Regions from separate parts of the Mus musculus genome. Here region 1 is linked to region 2. A link is a contact called in public Hi-C data. All regions are on one chromosome and are shown on one strand. The core of a region is the stretch at or near the end of the contact, and the rest is flanking DNA. Distances in the headings are between cores, read along the strand shown.

Region 1 (3,197 bases), core at 376-2,875, 57 kb after region 2:
CAGCTTCACTGGGTGTGGTCCCGGAGGGAGGCGCTGAGTGTCCAGCCAGGACAATTGTACCATGATGGCTGCATTTCACTTGGATGATGCCTGAAGAAACATAGGCTCTGTCTGTTGGCATATTCCAGGCTAGACACAGGGCCCAGGGAAGGCACCAGGAGGTAACCCTGGATAGAATAGCAGAGTTGTCGGGGGTTACGGCTCTTCAGTGGCTGGGCCTTGTGTTCCTGTGTGGTGTGGTGTGGTGTGGTGGCAGCACTTCGCTTGGGTGAAGCAAGCCTGGCAAGGCTTCCACACCACATGAAGCAGGGCTTGGAGACAGGAAGAGATCCTAGTCCAGCAGGGCCCACAGGGACTCAGGCACTGCTGGCCCCTGCTCTCAGCAGAGGCTGGCTACTGGCCCCGCAGCTCTGCTGAGACCGCACTTTTGCTGTGTAAACTGCTCTGTGGCTCTGGGCGGAGACTCCCTCCCTGCCGATCTATAATTTCTCAGAAAAGAGGCTGAGGAATAACATGGAAAATGCCCTAGACATGGGGAGGCATGGTGGGAGCCACAGCCCCTGACCCTCCCAGACCTGCCTACTTCCTCTGCTTGCTTAGAGATGGCTCCCAATGTCCCCCAAGCCCCTGAGAAGCTGTTCTTTCTGAAACCCAGCACTGCCTTGCCTGGCCCCTCCCGTGTGCATTCCCCCCATCCCGGGCAGGGCAAAGGGACAGAGCTCAGGCAGGACTGGCTGGAGTGTCCGTCAGGTCACAGGTTTCAGGCCCTGGAGGAGGAAGCTGAGATGTGGCTCCGGCAGGGTGAGTGGAGCCAGGGCCAGGTTGAGGGCCCCACACATGGCCCTCCTGCCTCCCCCTGGGGCAGCATGTTTACCTGGGGTCTTTGTACACAAGGAAGTAGTAGGTTGTTAGGCCCTCCATACTGTGGAGGCCAGCAGAAACTGGCTCTGCCCCTGAGGCTGCGGTGCCCCACTGTCTTCCTGCCAACCCTTTTCTAGGAGGACTGTGCTGGGGAGAGCAAACACGAGGTAGCTGGTGGCTCTGCCAGGTGTTCCTAGAAGAGGCCCTGGGGGAGGGGCGGTAGCCAGCCGTCAGCTGACCTAGAGGTCACAGGAAGACTGAGACTGGGCCTTAGACAAACCCCTGGACTGGGAGGCACAAATGGTGGGCCCACTTAGGCCTAAGAAACCCCAGGTCAGAGAGCATTCGAGAAGTATAGGCAAGGCCTTAGGAAACAGGGCAAACTGTTTAAGCCTGACAGAGCCATCTGCTCCGTATAGAGGTGAGTGGGGGGAATTCCCAGGAACCCCCGAGCTCCCTCACCTTAGCTGAACCTACTGGGAGACAGGGCCCCCCCTACACCTACCTTGAGCACCAATCCTGAAGGTCTACTCCACCAAGCCTCTACCTCCAACACCAGCAGAGGTGGCTTTCAATTGCTCCCCCGCCCCCCAATCCCCGAGACTTTGGGGCGGACAAAGTGCCCCTCCCCTGCACCACCCGCATCCAGAGGAGCTTCTGTTGAGACTTGTTGCCCAGCCCTAGAGGGTTAAAGGAGCCAGAGTGTGGGGCAGGGCCAGCTGAGGGCTGCCAGCTACAGGCAGTGGGGAAATCCACTGGGCAGCAGCCTGTGCTGTAGACGGCCCTTGCTCACTGCCTGCCTGCGGCCAGCTCTGTACAAGGAACAATGGCTCTGAGAACAGGTGAGGAATCCGTCTCCCCTGCCACTTGCTCTGAGGGTAGCTGGTCCTCAGCCAGAGCCCTCTGGGAGAAGCCGCAGTAGGCTTAACTCAGGGTGGGCTGGTGGGAATTCTGGGTTGGGTCTTGGATACAATTCCTGGCACCGGAGGGTCTCGGTTACTTTCCCCCTTGGTGGCGGCACTGTGGGAAAGGGCCAGATGAAGGCAGGGTAGGCAGAAGAAACAAGTACCTCACCCCTGGGCGCAAGGTGCAGAAATGGGGCTCATTGCTCCCCATATTCTGGTCTCATAGCTTGCTGAGATGGTATGCTGCACACAGCCCGAGATCCTTCTGGCTACCGTTTCTCTTAAGGGCCTGGCCCTGGGTGAACGGGAAAATGTCTTCTTCCTCGTCTGCCATTGGTGTGCTCCCACAATGCCTAGGGCTTCCCCCACTTCCAAACCACCGTTACACAGTCACACCAGATACAAACTGCGCAGGTGCGGGACAGTGTCGTTCTTCCCAACTTGATCTGGGGTTCTCAGCATACACCCGAGGCAGATTAAGTTGGGGTGCTAGCTGGGTTCATGTGATTTGACGCTTGGTTGAATGGACAGTTGGGGTTTTCTAGACCCCCACTCTTCTACCAGTAAGGGTTATAGCCTTCATATAATGGGGAGCAAATAAGGCACGCTTCACCCATATGAGGGCCCAACAGGCAGGGAATGCCCAGCTTGCTGCCTAGCCATTGAGGACCACAAATGAATATGCTACCTGGGTCTATATCCCCAAGTATTCTGCAAGAGTCAGCTCTTGGACTGCACTTCGATTCTGTTTCTCAGCCTGGCTGTTGTACACCCTAGAGGACACAGCCTGCCTAGTGGCCAGGGCCCAGGTTGCCTGGAGAGCAGGGTGATGTGGGAGACCCAGGCCCTCTGTGCCCTTGCAGTGCGACGGGGATCACCACTTGCTGGTTCCAGGGTCTGGGAAATTGAAGTGGCTTCAAAAGATAGGACGTGGCTGTCACCAGTGTTTGCTTAGTATCAAAGTGGGATGGTGGATGCCATCTCTTACAATGGCTGAGGGTTAGGGAAGCCCAGGGTTTGGTTCATATCCTGGGGGCATCTCCTTGCCAACCCTTCTCCCCACAGGAAGCCCAGCCCTGGTGGTGCTTCTGGCTTTCTGGGTGGCACTGGGCCCCTGTTACCTGCAGGGGACAGATCCTGGAGCATCAGCAGATGCCGAGGGCCCCCAGTGCCCTGTCACCTGTACCTGCAGCTATGATGACTACACAGATGAGCTCAGCGTCTTTTGCAGTTCAAGGAACCTCACTCAGCTGCCCGATAGCATCCCAGTCAGCACCAGGGCTCTGTGGCTTGACGGAAACAACCTGTCCTCCATCCCCTCAGCGGCCTTCCAGAACCTGTCCAGCCTAGACTTCCTCAACCTGCAGGGCAGCTGGCTGAGGAGCCTGGAGCCACAGGCACTGCTGGGCCTGCAGAATCTCTACCATCTGC
Region 2 (3,178 bases), core at 165-2,664:
TTGTTGGGATTTGAACTCAGGGCCTCTGGAAGAGAGGTCAGTGCTCTTACCCGATGAGCAATCTCACTAGCCCAGAATATTTATCTTTAAGATAATGACATAATTTATAATTTTTATAATCACAAAAAGCTAATTTTCTCTTGGTATCTGTGTAGGGTTAAATAAAAAAGTCTTCCAGGCTACCAAAATCCATGGGTGCTCAAATTCCTTACATACAACTTAAGCACAACTTCCTCTATATTTGAAATCATTGTTACCTATAACACCTAATGTCATATGAGTGCCATGTGAGTAGTTATGCTGTATTTGTATTAGTTATAGTGGTTTTTTTTTTAAATTTGATACATGATTGTTTGGGTTTGTGGATGCAGAATCTTCAGATATGGAGTCTGAATGCTTAGGTTTGTAAAAACAAGACTCTAGTTAGAATAAAACTAAACAATTAGAAGGGCTGGAAAGATGGCTCAACAATTAAGAGCACTTGCTGCCCTTGCAGAAGACCTGCATCCAGTTCTAGCATTCCTATTAGGCAGATAGGTCCAGGGACGCTAACACCCTCTTCTGGCCTTTCTGCACACCACAAAAACAAATGGCATAGACTTCCATAGATGAAAACAAATACACACAAAAATAAATATTTAAAAAATATCTAAACAAAGATAAACACTGGCAGTACATAATATTGTATCCGGCTTTTAATCCTCTCACATGCCCTTTGTCTTAGGTCAGGTTCCCTGGAGGGAGAACTTGATAGAAAAATTCTTTCCGAGTGGCCTATTGAGGGAGGGCTCTTAGGAGAACCCTGCAAGGATGGGGTTGGGGATCGGCTGTTGCTGGAGCTCAGGAGGAAGCAAGCTCTGGAGTGTGCTCTTCTTGGAGCATGGCCTTATGCAGAGGGTCAGAGCTTTTGTATCCTAAATTATCCATTGCCTGTAGTTCATTTCTTATCAGGATGGGGTAGGGAATGAGAGAGGAAGCCTTACTTCCAAGGTGATTCTGTCCAGGGGCAATTCTGTGCCAGCTAACTCCATGCTGGTCTATAAATGGCTCTTGTCTCTTTGCAGCCACTGAGAATTTTCCTTTTTATGAACACCTGGACTCACTCTGCCCTAAGATCCGTTCTACTTTCCAGTCCCTCTGCACAGAACATTCTCCTATCTACCTGAATGTTTGATTCTTCAGGTTGAATGTTAACTCATTTAACCTTTCCAGTCACTCAGCAGGACTTTCTCCCTACTCTTAGTGTTGGAATCCAGATCACATTCTGAGATGACTTGAATTTTTTATGATTCCTGCTCACATATATGAGCTTATGAGATTAAGTGTATTTTGTATCATGTTCTACCCATGCCTAGATCAGAGACAGTCACATAATTGATTTTTAGTAAATATGTATGGGAGGTGGGAGGGACATGTTTGGTAGACCCAACAAATGTGAAACCTCTTGGCATTTTCCAGAATATCTTGAATAATTAACTTTTAGGTTGAGCAACAGCAAACTGCTGACATTTAACAAATATTCACCTAAAATAGCAATTTCATAGCCTAATAACCTGGCATAGCTGGACTCCAGAGCAGTGAGGAAAGGGAGGAGCAGAGACACTTCTTAGTGATGTTCACTTCTCAGGGAGAAGTAAGGAACAGGAAGTCTTTTAGCTGGAAAATAATATCCTGCTTAGGAAGACCAAGTTGACTGTAATGTGAAGGATGAGTCCCCGAGGAGATGAGTCAGGGGACCAGGGCCAGGACTGGAGGCATGATATCGTGAATAACTAAGGCAAAGAGCTCTGTGAAGGAGGCTTTGTGAGAGGTTTGGGTACCAGGAAAGGGGAACATCACTGGAGTCTTCCACACTCTAAAACTCTGAATCTGCTTCATGTATTAGCAATACAAAGTAAGCAAACAGAGTTCTTGACTTCAGGCACATAGATAAAGCAATCAGCATCATAGAAGAAATAACAATGGTCAGAAACCTGGTGATAATAATGCCAAGGTCAAGGTCTTCATATGGGGCTACACAGATGGCTCAGTGGTTAAGGGAACTGGTTTCAGAAGACCTGAGTTCAGTTCCCAGATCCTGCATTGGGGCTCACAGCCATGCACTTCCAGTTCACAGAGTCTGATACTCTTTTCTGAATTCTACTGGTAGAAGGCACACATGAGGTACACAGATAGGCAGGCCAAAAAAAATATACACACAGAATAAAATAAATAAATTTAAAAAAAGAAACAATGGGGCCTCTGTTTTTTATAATCTGAAGTTTTAGAGTATTTTCATGCCCTGTTTAACAGAAAAGAAGACTACAGCTTCAGGTCTTGGGCAAGAACCTACAACTAGTATGATTAGAACTCACAGAAAAAAGTTCTCAATATATGTTCTTAATTAAAAGAACATTATTTCAATGAAGAAATATTTAAAGACTGATATAAAATTCATTATGGAGAAAAACATTTTATACCATTATTTGATGTTTTAAGAGTAAAAAATATAGGGGCTGGAAAGATGGCTCAGCTCTTCCTGAGGTCCCAGGTCCAATTCCCAGCTCACAGGCATTTGTAACTCTAGCTCCAAGGGATCTGATGCTATTTTTGGGACTCTACAGGTACTACATTCATATTGTACACAGGCATAGATTTAGGCAAAACCTTCATACACAGAAAATAAATATTGTACAAAAATTTAATATTAAAAATATAACTTTCTGGGCTAGAGAGATGGCTCAGCAGTTAAGAGCACTGACTGCTCTTCCAGAGGTCCCGAGTTCAATTCCAAGCATCCACATGGTGGCTCAAACCATCTGTAACGCCCTCTTCTGATGTGTCTGAAGAGAGCAGCAATGTACTCATATACACTAAATAAATAAATAAATACATCTTTAAAAAAATATATATATATTTCTTAATACAGTCTAAATTACAGAAAAAGTAATTGAATATGATTTTGTTTTGGTTTTTTAAATGGTCTAGTATTATAACTCAGGGTAGTCTGAAATTCCTTACCTATACATTGGTGACCTTGAATATGTGTCAGAACTTCATATGACTGCCAAATGCTGGGATGATAAGAGTGGGCCACCACACGTAGCTATATAATTGAATGTGAACCAAAGTATTTTTTATTAATAATAATATGCTGACTTGTTGTGTTTTCCTCATTTAGCAACTATAAACTATTGCT

The links. Hi-C and Micro-C count contacts between places; a contact is called where the count stands out from the background.
Region 1: a Hi-C map of liver shows a contact between it and region 2, with 5 times the contacts expected there. The contact joins the promoter of Igfals here to the enhancer-like site in region 2. A contact is called at or near these places in 28 of 39 promoter capture datasets (the 3T3-L1 cell line, 3T3-L1-derived adipocytes, the C10 cell line and 18 more), 20 of 484 Hi-C or Micro-C datasets (3T3-L1-derived adipocytes, the AML12 cell line, the G1E-ER4 cell line and 8 more), 5 of 115 datasets of contacts at active chromatin or transcription factors (the 230-238 cell line, the SCID.adh cell line and embryonic stem cells) and 3 of 9 other capture datasets (adipose tissue, liver and pancreatic islet).

Annotation. Positions count from the first base shown.
Region 1 is chr17:24,877,122-24,880,318 of GRCm38.p6, forward strand. It overlaps Igfals (insulin-like growth factor binding protein, acid labile subunit), which reads left to right and starts at 1,626. Exons shown (of 2, transcript NM_008340.4): 1 at 1,626-1,703; 2 at 2,832-3,197. The coding sequence starts at 1,688. Gm41549 (a long non-coding RNA gene) reads right to left here and starts at 948. Exons shown (of 3, transcript XR_876682.3): 1 at 875-948.
Region 2 is chr17:24,820,372-24,823,549 of GRCm38.p6, forward strand. It overlaps Meiob (meiosis specific with OB domains), which reads left to right. Exons shown (of 14, transcript NM_029197.1): 6 at 3,161-3,178. Among named protein-coding and RNA genes, the nearest start is that of Meiob, 18 kb to the left of the region's middle. Within about 2 kb of position 1,415, at least 14 of the 459 cell types and tissues checked have an H3K27ac peak or open chromatin away from gene starts, as enhancers often do. A contact at or near this core is called in adipose tissue and liver, where this site is marked.